Regions from separate parts of the Sus scrofa genome. Here all the other regions are linked to region 3. The links are chromatin contacts, called in public HiChIP or PLAC-seq maps. All regions are on one chromosome and are shown on one strand. Each heading gives the region's core, a stretch centred on a gene start, on an enhancer-like site or on the middle of the called end of the contact. The rest is flanking DNA. Distances are from core to core; before and after follow the strand shown. Region 1 has its middle 450 kb from the start of SETD4. Region 2 overlaps RUNX1 (runt related transcription factor 1). Region 3 overlaps LOC106505851 (a long non-coding RNA gene).

Region 1 (3,685 bases), core at 627-3,126, 280 kb before region 3:
CTCCTATGTACCCCTCAAAGCCCAAGGCCCTTTGCAACAACTTGACTGAGTGTGTAGAGATGTGCCCATAGGCAGGAGACAGAATATGCTGCATTTCCATGATTAAGGCTCCTGTCATTTACCAAACATTGCTTGAGTATACATTTTCATTTACTGTGTTTTCTTATTTTCTGTATTCTTGATGTGTTGGCCTCTTGGGCTCACTGGCTGGTATGGAACTGCCCCTCTCAAGGCTGGCTAATCCCTAGAAATGGCAAACAATTTGCCCAGACGTGAACCTTTCACTTGCAAACCACCTGATCCAAAAGCCCATATCTCCCAACCACCTGCATTTTTTAGATCTGTATTTTTTATACTCTGGCTCAACATTACCTTTCCACAATCACTCCAGGTCCAGGTACCAGACAACTTGAGACAGTGTCTATAACCCAGAGCCCACTGAAATGATTTAAACTACCTAATCCTAAACCTGCTTAGCTTGATTATGTTATCTTGCCCATTCCTTCCCATGAAAAAACCATAATAAAATCTCTTTTCCCATGTTTTCCCCTCATGCTTCTTTCTCCAGGGTGACCCTGGTGCTTCCCTGTGTGGCCCTACATGACAGGGCATGCCCTCTCCTCTTGGAACTATGAGTAACAAACCATCTTTTCCACAGCAGTCATCTCCTGATTTGTTCCCTTATGGTAGCTAAATAATAACAAAACCTACACTTTGAAACAGTATTGTCTTCTGCACTGAGTAGAAGATAACATCTGTGTTAGGGAGAACACGAGGAAAAGGGACAACTTTTCTTGTACTTTATTAAAGAAATATATATTTAGGATTTGGGTAAGCATTCTCTGTTCTGATTTCCAGTAGAAATGTTAAAAAAAAAAAAAGAGAGAGAGAGGGAGAAGGACATAGTTTAAGAACTATTTATTTTGTCTATTTAGAGGGGAACAGTTGAAAGAATGATGAACCTGCGTATCCTGGAATACTACACACAGTTGGAGTCAGAGCTATAGGGATTGACTTGGAGGGATTTTCCTGATTTCTTATTGAGAGAAAAAAAAATGCAGAAAAGTGTTTGCGATAGGATCCTCTTTTTGTAGACATCAAACAATAGCAGAAGTGACCAACTGGATGCATATATGTCTGTATGTTTGTGTAGCATTATATGAGCATAAGGAAAAACATGGAAAGTTGCAAGATATATTGTTAGTATAAGTTAATCTGGGGCTGTGGGATGATGGGGGGGTGGAGGAAAAAAAGGGAAAGGAGAGAAGCCAAGGACAAAATTATGGGAGGATATTTCACTTAAAAAAATCCCATGTCTGAATAATCATGCTTAAACATTTATATCGTTATATGTATGCATGTGCATAAAGAAGTTTTAAAAATTTTGTGACTCAGCTGTTTAGCAGAATTGTATGCCATAACTAAGACATTTTAATATTATTTTTCTATGATTTAAATTCTATGATCTAAGTTTAAATGGGGGAGAAGAGATATTTGCCCCCTATACCCTTGCTGAGCTCAGGTGAACAGAATTGCTAGGTTTTGATCTCTTGCTGCCAGGCAGATGTGCACAGACTTAAATAACTACCACCCCATTTGTATCTCTGGGACAAGCAGGATGGGAATAAGCAGCTGCCTCTGCAGAAGGGAGCCTGATGCTCCAGATAGAAGCAATTCTGTCCCTCTGGCTACAGCCTGCCACAGACTCACCAGCTCACTGCCCTGCGGTCACTTGGGCCAGACAAAAGCAAGCTCTTTTCTCACAGTGCAGGGCCTCCTGCCCTGCAAACATAGCCCCTTCTGCTGGGTGTTACTAAGCGTTGAGTCTAAATATGGCACATGGCAGTTTGATGGAAATCATTTCCAGTAAAAGAGGATGTTTCCTCAGCAGTTTTCAAGCTGGCGCTGACTCAAGCATCCTCGAGGGAGCCCATTTAACTGGTCATTAGGGAGACAGCAAAAAGGCATTGAGGAATTCTGTAACAAAATGCGTATCCTGTGTGGAAGATCTCCTGGGACTCTCTGACCATTGGCTGCCTGTGCCTGCTGCAGAGATTTTATTGATGCTGTGGAAAAGTCTTTTGCTGTCGCTGGTCTGTTATTTGTGCCTGGTTTCAAAGATGCTGGTTTCAGCTTTGTGAGGAACAAGTCCACAGGCGAACCATGGCATGCAAACAGTAATTAAATGTCTCGAGTTGATGGACACTCCATCACTGCATCCTCAGAGGTGGAAAAGTGAATTGAGGCCTCAAAAGATAGATGAAAGTTTATACTGAGATTTTTTAGGCAAAATATTTACGCTGTGCTAAAGGCAACAAATACACTTTTTACAACTTTAAGTTTTGGAAAATCAGAGTATAAACAAACTGAGAATTTCTTCACATGGGCTGTGCAGTGCAAAATATAGTTTACTTGAGAGGTATTTGGGGTTGTCTGCTGTGGGAACAAGTGAAACTTGAGAGAGTAAGTAAAAATATCACAAGTAATCAAGTATAATGCTATAGACTTATAGATGCAGTGGCTGTTGGTGATAAGACCAATTACCTGCTTTTTAACAGGGAGTCTGGGATCACTTGATGTCCAGCCATGCTCCCCTGGCAGCTGTGGACAAGTAGGGGTTAACTTTTTTAAATGAAGCATGGATTCATCAAATCTTTAGAGCAGGAAGTCTATTCCATTAACGTTTTTTCCTGTTCCCAAGCATTCATTTCTTTCAACACTATTGATATAGATCTTTAGGGAAGCGTTTCAAATGATTTGCATGGCAAGAATGAAAAAATACATTTTAAAAATGGAAGATATGCTAAAAATGTATTTTTTTCAAAGGATCAGAAGAAAACCACAGTTACTTAACCAAGCAACCATATGACTAACCACAGCTGCATGGTTAGTGAATTTATGAATGTGTGGCGTCAAGAAATCTGTCTTGGACATAAAAGATGGATCAGAACCTTTTATTTATTTATTTTTTAAGTGTGGAAATGTCTTTCTAGGAGATAGGAATTTATGAAGTTTGGTAATGTGGGCCTATTTTTTTTTTTTTTAAAGAGAGATATTTGAAATAGTTCTCCTTAAAAACAGCACTATTTTTAGGTGCAACCAATTGCTCTTGGCAGTGACAGTGTTGATGTGCTCATCTTTGGACCCACTTTTCTTTTCACACTTTAGTTTTTGGAGTCTGCTGCTGTCTTAAAGGAGAGATGGGTCTTTATCCTTAGGCTAACTCTTGGTGCCTCTACTACAGAAGATCAAGGTCAGGGCCCCTTGTCATGAGTACTTCCTGTACATGGTCCCATAGCCCATGAAATGTAAGACCTATGAGAAGATTTACATAGAGGAAGGAAAGGCTGGTGAATCTACCCTGTTCAAAGGGAGTCCAGCTCTGGAGACCAAGTCCTCCAGCTAAGAGGGTGGCTTCAGTGAGGACTTTCCTGGGGTTCCCATAAATCCACCCTCCACAGCCATTTTTTGGGCCTGGGTTCAGGGAACCAGCTGCTCCGGTTCCCAGGGATGGTCCTGGGAGTGACAGTCTATGAAGCCTTATGAAGTGATTCCTCTGGGCAGGTGACTAGGCTGGCAGGAGACAGTCATGACCCGGGGACCAGACTGATTCCTTTGATTAGAGGTTGGAGGAAGCAGTGAAGAAGGAAATAGCAAGATTCTGCTCTTTTATGTTGGATCAAGG
Region 2 (4,020 bases), core at 425-2,924, 380 kb after region 3:
AGACGGGCCTGCGGTTTCTGCTGCAGACCTGGCCCTAGATTTCCTCTTTGTTGTTTCTTCTGAGGGCTAGAAGAAAGAGATGGGCTCCCTCTAGAACTTAGGCCAGTAGCTGCCTTGCAGTTGATTTGAACTCATTATTTATACTGAAAGATTGCTAGAAAATTGACATATGGAGTATTTTTTTAATCTATATGCTATATTTCAAAATAAACCTGTTCCTAGGAATTGCTTCTTGAATGCGTATCATTCAACCACTTTCCAATTCTGTTTTAAAATCGTGACCTAATGAAAGTAAAACCTCTTATTCTAATCCATGTTGCCTCTATGAATTTCATAGGGAAAAAAAAATGTCTTGGAAAAGAAAGTGTCAAGACACTTTGGCAATATTCTTTGAGAGCTCAAAGAAACCAAAGCATATTGTACAGGCTGCCCCATCAGTGGCTGGTAAATGTTAAGTGGAAATGAACAATGTATGAGGTGGGTTTGTGGCTCATCCGTGGCTGTGAAAGTACATTAGTGGCAATGGCAGTGGTCCTTAGGCCTTTGCAATTTAGTTGTCTTCATTGTGTATGTGTGTCCTTATGACTCCAAGTCAATCAAGTGATGCTGTAATAGAATTCTGAACTTTGCTTCAGGACAGCTCGGAGGGAAACTATGACTCAAGAAAGATGCATTACTTAATGGCCTTCACTAATAGTAGGTTAAAAACAGAGCTCACATGAGCACAAGCAGAATAGTAGCAAAATTGCTCTTCAGAGTAAATTGTGTTTTGAGTGGTTGCCCTTGAACTGCACTGTCTAATACAGTAGCCACTGGCCATGCGTGACATTTGAGGACTGGAAACGTGGCTAGACTGAGTTGAGATGCACTGTGAATATAAAATACACACAGGAATTTGGAAACTTACTAAAAAAAAAGAAAAAGAAAGTAAAATATCTCATTAATAATTTTATATTGATTACATATTGAAATAAAAATATTTTGAATATACCGAGTTAAATAAAATATATTTTAATATATGATTAATTTCACACATTTTTTTTCCTTTTTTAATATGGCTACTAGAAAATTTTAAATTACATGTATAGCTCACATTACACTTCTAGAGGATGCTGCTGCTTTAGAATGAGAAAGAATGGTCACACCGTTTAAAGACAACTTGTCAAGAACTAGTGGAGAAATTTGATAATAGCATAGTGATATGAACGGTCTTGCAAGGTGGTTTAGCTTGCTGGCTCTGACTGGGCATGCCAGGGACAAACTGCACGGGTTCAGGTTGGGCCAATTGTTGAATCTCAGTTTCTCCATCTATCAAGTGAAGGGAGTAATTATGGACTGTTTGCTGCTAGAGGGTTAAATGGAATAATGCCTGTAAGGTCCTTAGTCTGAGGTCTGATGGCAGACGCACTGATAAAAGGGAGCTTCTATTGTCATGGTTGTCTTGGTCAACTTGGGCTGCTCTAAGAAAATACCATAGACTGAGTGGCTTACACAACAGAAATTTATTTCTCGTGGTTCTGGCAGCTGGAAGTCCATGGTCAGGATGCCAGCATGGTTGGGTACCAGTGAGAGCCCTCTTCTTGGCTTGTAGTTGGCTGTCATCTTGCTGTGTACTCATGCAACAAGGAGAAAGAGAGAGAAAAGAGAAAGGCTCCGGTCTCTCGGTCCAAGGGCACTCATCCCATCATAAGTACCCCACCCACATGACTCATCTAGACCCCATGACCTCCTACAGGCCCCAGCTCCTAATACCATCACATTAGCATTTAGGGCTTCAACATATGAGTTGGGCAGGAGGGGGGGAGGGGAGGGACACAAACATTCAGCCCATCACAATAGTTTGAAAAGTCCAGATAGCTTTCATGTCGATTTGAATTTGCAATGTGGTCTAGCACGTGCTAGATATAGTTTTTGCTGGATACTGAGCAGTTGGCTTTGCCAACACTGAGTGGGCTCTTTGGACCAGCAGCAGTGGCATCTTAGAAAGCTTGTGGGAAATGCAGGACCTCAGGCTCCACCCCAAATCTACTGAATCTGCACCTCACTGGATTCCAGGGCTTACAATACACACTGTTTATGCAGTGGTGTCTAGGGAATTCAAGAGGAGGGAGCCTCACTGGCAAGGTGTTCAAAATCCAGTGCTCTGTGTCTGTGTGCAGGTGCAGATGAGTCAAAAAAGAATGAGACAGTTATAGCGTTGGCTTGGGGGGGGGGCAATAAAAGATACCCTTGCTCTCCAGTGATCCAGAGCCAATCATGAGCTAGGCAAAGAAGCTGACCAGACAGAAATCAAAATAAAACAGCTATATCACTGATAAGATTTTTGGAGAACAGTGACTTCAGTGTGTGGCTTCCTGCCACTGAGCCCCACAAATAGAGAGATGTACTTATTAGCATGCAGGCCGTGTCCCCCTAGAACAGTAAGAGGAGGGAAGGGCATGCGTGCTGGGTTTCTAATGCTGCCAAACTAACAAATGACCCCAAACTCAGCTTACCCAACACCCATCCCACCATTTCTGTGTTTTTTGTTTTTCCACCAGCACCTATAATTCTGTTCTGAACTCCCCAAGCTGATTCCTGATGTCTGCCTCCAAAACCATCTGGTCTTGATGGTTTTGACTGCTACTTATAGCACCTGGGCCAGAAATGGGGGACCCCTCTCCCTCCATCCCCTCAGTGCCCCCTTTTCTGTCTCTGTTGTTTCACCTTAATGCTCAAAGTCTTTGCCTGGCCAGGCTGTAATTCTCCTGCTCCTTCTCTCCCACCTCCAATTTACCTATCCACCTCTGACAGATTTATTTTCCTAAAATATGTATTCACTATGGTATTTCCCAGATTCCAAGTTGCTCCTAGAACCCATTGCCCTCACGTTCAAGTTCAGATTTCTCCAGGTTGCGTAAGCTGCCTTTGACCTGTCTGTGTTCATGTCTGCCAGCGTCATGCCATTTGCAAGCTGCCACTCCCCAACCCATGAGCCAACCTTACTGGAACTGACAGGCTGGTCATAACTTCTTCCACACCTTTCTCATGCTGATCCTTCTGCCTGGAGAGCCCTAGCCCTACCTCCCACCCTTCCCCAAGCCCTTCCTCCCCCCGCTCCCAACCACCTGGGGTAAATCTACACAACCCCCAGGGGCAAATGAAATGTCACCTCCACCAGAAAAGTCCAGAGCCCACCAGGTGGTGCCAATCCCTGTGCCTTGTCTCCCTGGCTCCTAGACCCTGCACACGTGTCCCTTCACAGCCTGACACTCCATTGCTCCCATTTATGGGCCAAAGGGACCTTGACCTGCTCCTGAAACTTTGTAGATGGCCAGAAATAACCTCAAGATATGAATCATAAATTTTTGAGATTTTGTGGGATAAAGAATTTCAGGGCTGTTATCTGATGGAGAATTTGAGACAGAATATGTTGTAAAAGAGAAAGATGAGAGCAGAGTTTAATTTTTCAGAAGGCTAAAAAAGGACACCCATAAAAATACATCGTTGTGGTTCAAAAAGAAACACAGCTCATCATGTGTGTAGATGTGTGTGCGCCCGCGCAAGCTCGCGCGCAGAAATGAGACATAAACAACCTTGAGCAGGTTTCCTAAAATGAGGTTCCTGGTCTGCAAAAAAAAATGCAGGGATTAAACCAGGCAAAGTATCTGAAAGCATTTGGCCATTGCCTGGCATAGAACAGCATTCAATGAGAGAAAAAGAGAGCTGTAGCGCAGGCTCTCCAGACAAACCTCTCACTGTCATGACAACCTCAGACTTCCCCTCTCTTACAATTCAGGTTCTAGCGCCTCTATGAACTCCTTGGGCAAATGATTTCAAATCTTTACAGGGTTGACTTCGTGCAGTCTACCCCCCTCCCCAACCCCCACTCTCCAGCTCAACGCTGAGCCCTGTGTCCTCAAAGCCACTGACAGGGGACAGAGTGAGAAAGCTTTCCACAGACCACACGCACGCCTTTCAAAAGCCATTCATTTCTTCTGCCTTTGCTTTTAGGAAAACAAAAACAAAAACTTAGCTCTT
Region 3 (4,051 bases), core at 1,471-3,970:
AGGTGTATACAGTTTTATTCATAATGGCCATAAACTGGAAACAAAAATGTACATCCAAAGTAGGATGATTATAGTCCATTATAATAGTCCAACATAATGGACTATTACACAGTCATAAGGAAAAGGAACAACTTATTTTAGACACAACTATAGGGGAAACCTTATAGCATTCAGTGGAATGAAAGAAGCCACACTCGACAGAGTACATGTGATGTGATTATGATGCTATGAAGTTCAAAATAGGCAAAATCAGTAGGCTGGGAAAAATCAGATCAGTGCTTGCTTCTGGAAGAAGCAAGGGAAGGAAGGGAAGGAAGAGACTTTGGAGACTGACTTGGGGAGGCTACAGGGAAATCTGGGATTGTAGTTACGTTCTATTTCTTGCTATGGGTGGTAGTGATGCAAGTTTAGATATGTAAAAATTCATCAAGCTGCACACTTAAAATCAGTGCACTTTGGTATATGTTATACAGCAATACAATAGAAAACGCATAAAAATAATCACATGCTGTGCTTTCTGAGGAAAACAATAGTAGGGCTGAATGGGGGAACACTGCAGAACCAGGGCCTCTTATAATTGAGTGGTTTGTATAGGTCTCTGGGGAGGTGCCCTTTCCACTGACCCTGCCACTGGAAGATCAGGTGGGAGACCCATCCTGGCAGAGGGCATGGCAGGTACAAAGGCCCTAGGCAGGAAAGCACCAAGCAGGAGGTAGCTCGAAACTAATGTGCAGAAAGTGATCTGAAGGAAGGTGGAGAAGTGGGCAGGGAGGAGGTCATTCAGAGCCTTGGAAGCTACAGGAAAGAGCTTAGGTTTTAGCCTAAGTACACTGGGAAGCCAGCAGAGGGTTGTAAGTGGGACTGTGAAATGAGCTCATTTATATTTGAGAAGCTGTCTTTCTGCCTCTAGGGTGTAGTGTGGATGGGAGGACAAGGGTGAGGAATAAAGAGATGGGTGGTGGGAACAAGAGTCTTGGGGAGGGAGAGGGGAAGGACAGATTTGAGATCTAGTCTTGACTTGGCATCAGCAGAACTCACTGGTGGGAGTTCCCATTGTGGCTCCACAGAAACAAATCTGACTAATATCATGAGGATGTAGGTTCTGTCCCTGGCCTTGCTCAGTGGGTTAAGGATCTGCCATTGCCCTGAGCTATGGTGTGGGTCACAGATGTGGCTCATATCTGGCATTGCCGTGGCTGTGGTGTTAGGGCAGCAGCTACAGCTCTGATTTGACCCCTAGTGTGGGAACCTCCATATGCCATGACTGCGGCCCTAAAATGACCAAAAAAAAAAAAAAAAAGAACTCACTGGTGACTGAGTGTGAGATAATGGCTCTTGAATGGATTGGCTGGATGGCCCATGACACCACTTTCTGAAATGTGGAAGACGAAGGAGAAATGGGACAGAGTGGGCAAGAAGCAATAGAACAACAGCAGAGAGTTTAATTTTGAGAGGTCTGTGCACCAGTGGAGGAGGAGTTGGATACAGTAGCCTGGAGCTCAGCTGAGAGCCGTCACCATTACAATGGTTTGTTCACCCTGGATGGATGCGCTCACTCGGGGGGCGGGGGGGCAGGGTGTGTGGAGAGAAGGACCAAGGAAAGGAGGACCACAAGCAGGAGGATGGGTGTGATCATCCCACTGTGACAACAGGAACCTGTGTCATCTAACAGGTACCAGGGCAGACCTCACAGTGCTTTCTCCAAAGGCCCTGGGATCTAGCCTCCAATATGAGACAGTCCCTCATTTCTCTGGGTGTAGCCCTACCATTCACATCCCTCTAAAAATGCCAGAGTGGATAAGCCATTTTTATAATAAAAGAAACCAACTTCTAAAAATTGCCTCATTCGATGCTTACTAAGGATCTGCAATAGTAACATGACCATCTGACAGGTGTGGAAACTTGGTTTGGGGTTAAGAAATGTAGCCTGTGTCAAACAGCTATTAAATGTCATGAGTAGAGCTTGATGTCAAGGTTCCTTCCAGAGCCTGGGCAACAAACCATAGAAAGAAGAGAATGAAGGCAGCATCTGGTTACAGTTTATGCCATCAGTTAAAGAGACTATCTCCCCAAAATGGGAATACAAAAATCACTCATGCATTGACATCGCTGGCAAAACAGAACATCAGCTTCTCAGGGTGTGCAGGTCAAGTTTGCTCCAGTTACAGGGGATCTGGTTAGTCCTGGGATTAGAAGGTCAGGGAAGGCTTTGAGCTTGGCGAGAAGCAAAGGCAAGGCCAGGTATAAAGATCCTGAGAGGAACACAGACCAACTGGCCCAACGACAAAGTTCAATGAACAACAGAGCCCCCACATCAGCCCTCTGCCGAGGTGTTTCTGTGGGTCACCCTGGGAAGCCATCTCTCCTGTGCTTCACTGCGAACAAAACTGGGACTTTTCCCAGAATCCGTCCCATGTCCTAGACAGATCATTTCATGTAAATCCACATGGTGAATAATTCATACTTCCTCCTGTGGCCTGTCCAGTAACAATGATCCAGTTCTTCTGTGATCATCATGAATATCTGAGTTAAAAGCTGTCTTATCAACACCCTATTCTAGGATGGTGCTGTCAGTGCGTGAGACCCAGAGTGGGAAAAAAAATCCAATGGGAAATTCCCTAAAAAGTGCTCTTTCTCAATGAGGGTCAGTGCTGTTCAGCGCACTGCATCACACACACACACACACTGTCACATTGTGATATTCTGTTTAGTAATTATGATAACATATTTGGTTCCTTTTCGTGAAGTATACCATCCGTTTTGATTCACCCTCATGCATCTGGACAGCAAGGTTTGTGGGTGGTTTTCTCTTCTGTGATGATATCTGTGACACTCAACTTACATGAACTTTTTTCGGCATATTTTGAATTCTAAGAAAATCAAAACAAAAAAAGTAGGTGCGTCAAGACTTCCTCTTTTTCCGGGACATGTCACCTCTTTCCTATGTCATCATTATTTCTCTTCCCCTTTCCTCCAGTACCCAATTATTCTTGTCTTCAAACTGCACTGCTCCTTTCCTGCCCAAACCCCTGTGTATTAGTTTCCTGAGGCCTTCAGTACAAAATACCACAAATCAGGTGGAGAACAACAGAAATGGATTCTTTCACACTCCCAGAGACCAAAAGTCCAAAACCAAGGTGTCATCGGGGCCGGGCTCAGCCCGAGACTCTGGGTGGAATCCTCGCTTGCCCCTTCCAGCTTCTGGTGCTGATGATACTCCTTGGGGTTCCTCGTCTTGCATCTTCGTCACCTCGTGCAGCTCACTGCTGCCTCTTTCATCAACGTGGAGTTTTCCTTGCACATCTGCATCCAAATATTCCTCTTCTTATAAGGACACCGGTCACATTTGGATGAAGGTCCACCCTAATAATTTTCATGTCAGCCTGAGGGCATCTGTGAAGACCCTAGGTCCAAATAAGGTCACAGTCACAAGTACCAGGTATTAGGACTGTCACACATCTTAAGGGACACAGTTCAGCTCTTCAACCTACAACACCCTGTGTCACTTATGGTTAGTTGTGGTATGAGGTCAAATACTCCCCCAAATATGCCTTAAATTTCTTAATAGTATATGTATTGAAAGCTGTATAACTTAAATTCCCTCAAGGACAATTAACCACACAAATTACCTTTTCAAACTAAAATGTTAGTCCTTTGAGGAAACCTCTGTATTAACAAGCATCCTTACATGCATACACACACGGTTTTTCTCTGTCTTTTCTCACCCATTTATTTCTTTTTTAGGGGATTTAATCATGTTATAATACATGTTTTGAATTGTCATACATATGAATTCAAAAATCAGCCTTATTCTAGCTTTGCTCTTTTCCATTTAAAAATCAAAGAAAGAGACTAAAATGTCTGGCCAGTGAAATCAGCCACCTGTGGTGACCCCTTCTTATTTTCCCTTCTGGCCCTCCTTTCAGCCCTAGCAGTCTCAAGAGCAGGACGACTGTGTAGACTCAATATTCTGTTGGCAGAATGCTGTATCAGTTAAGAGTGTGGACTCTGGAAGGCAGAAGAAGAGATTAGAGTCAGGCTCTCACACACT

The links. HiChIP or PLAC-seq counts read pairs in DNA pulled down with a chosen protein or histone mark.
Region 1: an H3K27ac HiChIP or PLAC-seq map of alveolar macrophages shows a contact between it and region 3. The contact joins two enhancer-like sites. A contact is called at or near these places in 1 of 47 Hi-C or Micro-C datasets (embryonic fibroblasts) and 1 of 2 datasets of contacts at active chromatin or transcription factors (alveolar macrophages).
Region 2: a contact with region 3 is called in an H3K27ac HiChIP or PLAC-seq map of alveolar macrophages, with 10 times the contacts expected there. The contact joins two enhancer-like sites. A contact is called at or near these places in 2 of 47 Hi-C or Micro-C datasets (embryonic fibroblasts and heart right ventricle) and 1 of 2 datasets of contacts at active chromatin or transcription factors (alveolar macrophages).

The regions. Positions count from the first base shown.
Region 1 is chr13:199,137,867-199,141,551 of Sscrofa11.1, reverse strand. No RefSeq gene overlaps it. Among named protein-coding and RNA genes, the nearest start is that of SETD4, 450 kb to the left of the region's middle. Within about 2 kb of position 1,876, at least 3 of the 83 cell types and tissues checked have an H3K27ac peak or open chromatin away from gene starts, as enhancers often do. A contact at or near this core is called in alveolar macrophages, where this site is marked.
Region 2 is chr13:198,475,870-198,479,889 of Sscrofa11.1, reverse strand. The region is part of intron 1 of RUNX1 (runt related transcription factor 1); the gene reads left to right. Among named protein-coding and RNA genes, the nearest start is that of RUNX1, 160 kb to the left of the region's middle. Within about 2 kb of position 1,674, at least 1 of the 83 cell types and tissues checked has an H3K27ac peak or open chromatin away from gene starts, as enhancers often do. A contact at or near this core is called in alveolar macrophages, where this site is marked.
Region 3 is chr13:198,855,255-198,859,305 of Sscrofa11.1, reverse strand. The region is part of intron 1 of LOC106505851 (a long non-coding RNA gene); the gene reads right to left. Among named protein-coding and RNA genes, the nearest start is that of RUNX1, 220 kb to the right of the region's middle. Within about 2 kb of position 2,720, at least 4 of the 83 cell types and tissues checked have an H3K27ac peak or open chromatin away from gene starts, as enhancers often do. A contact at or near this core is called in alveolar macrophages, where this site is marked.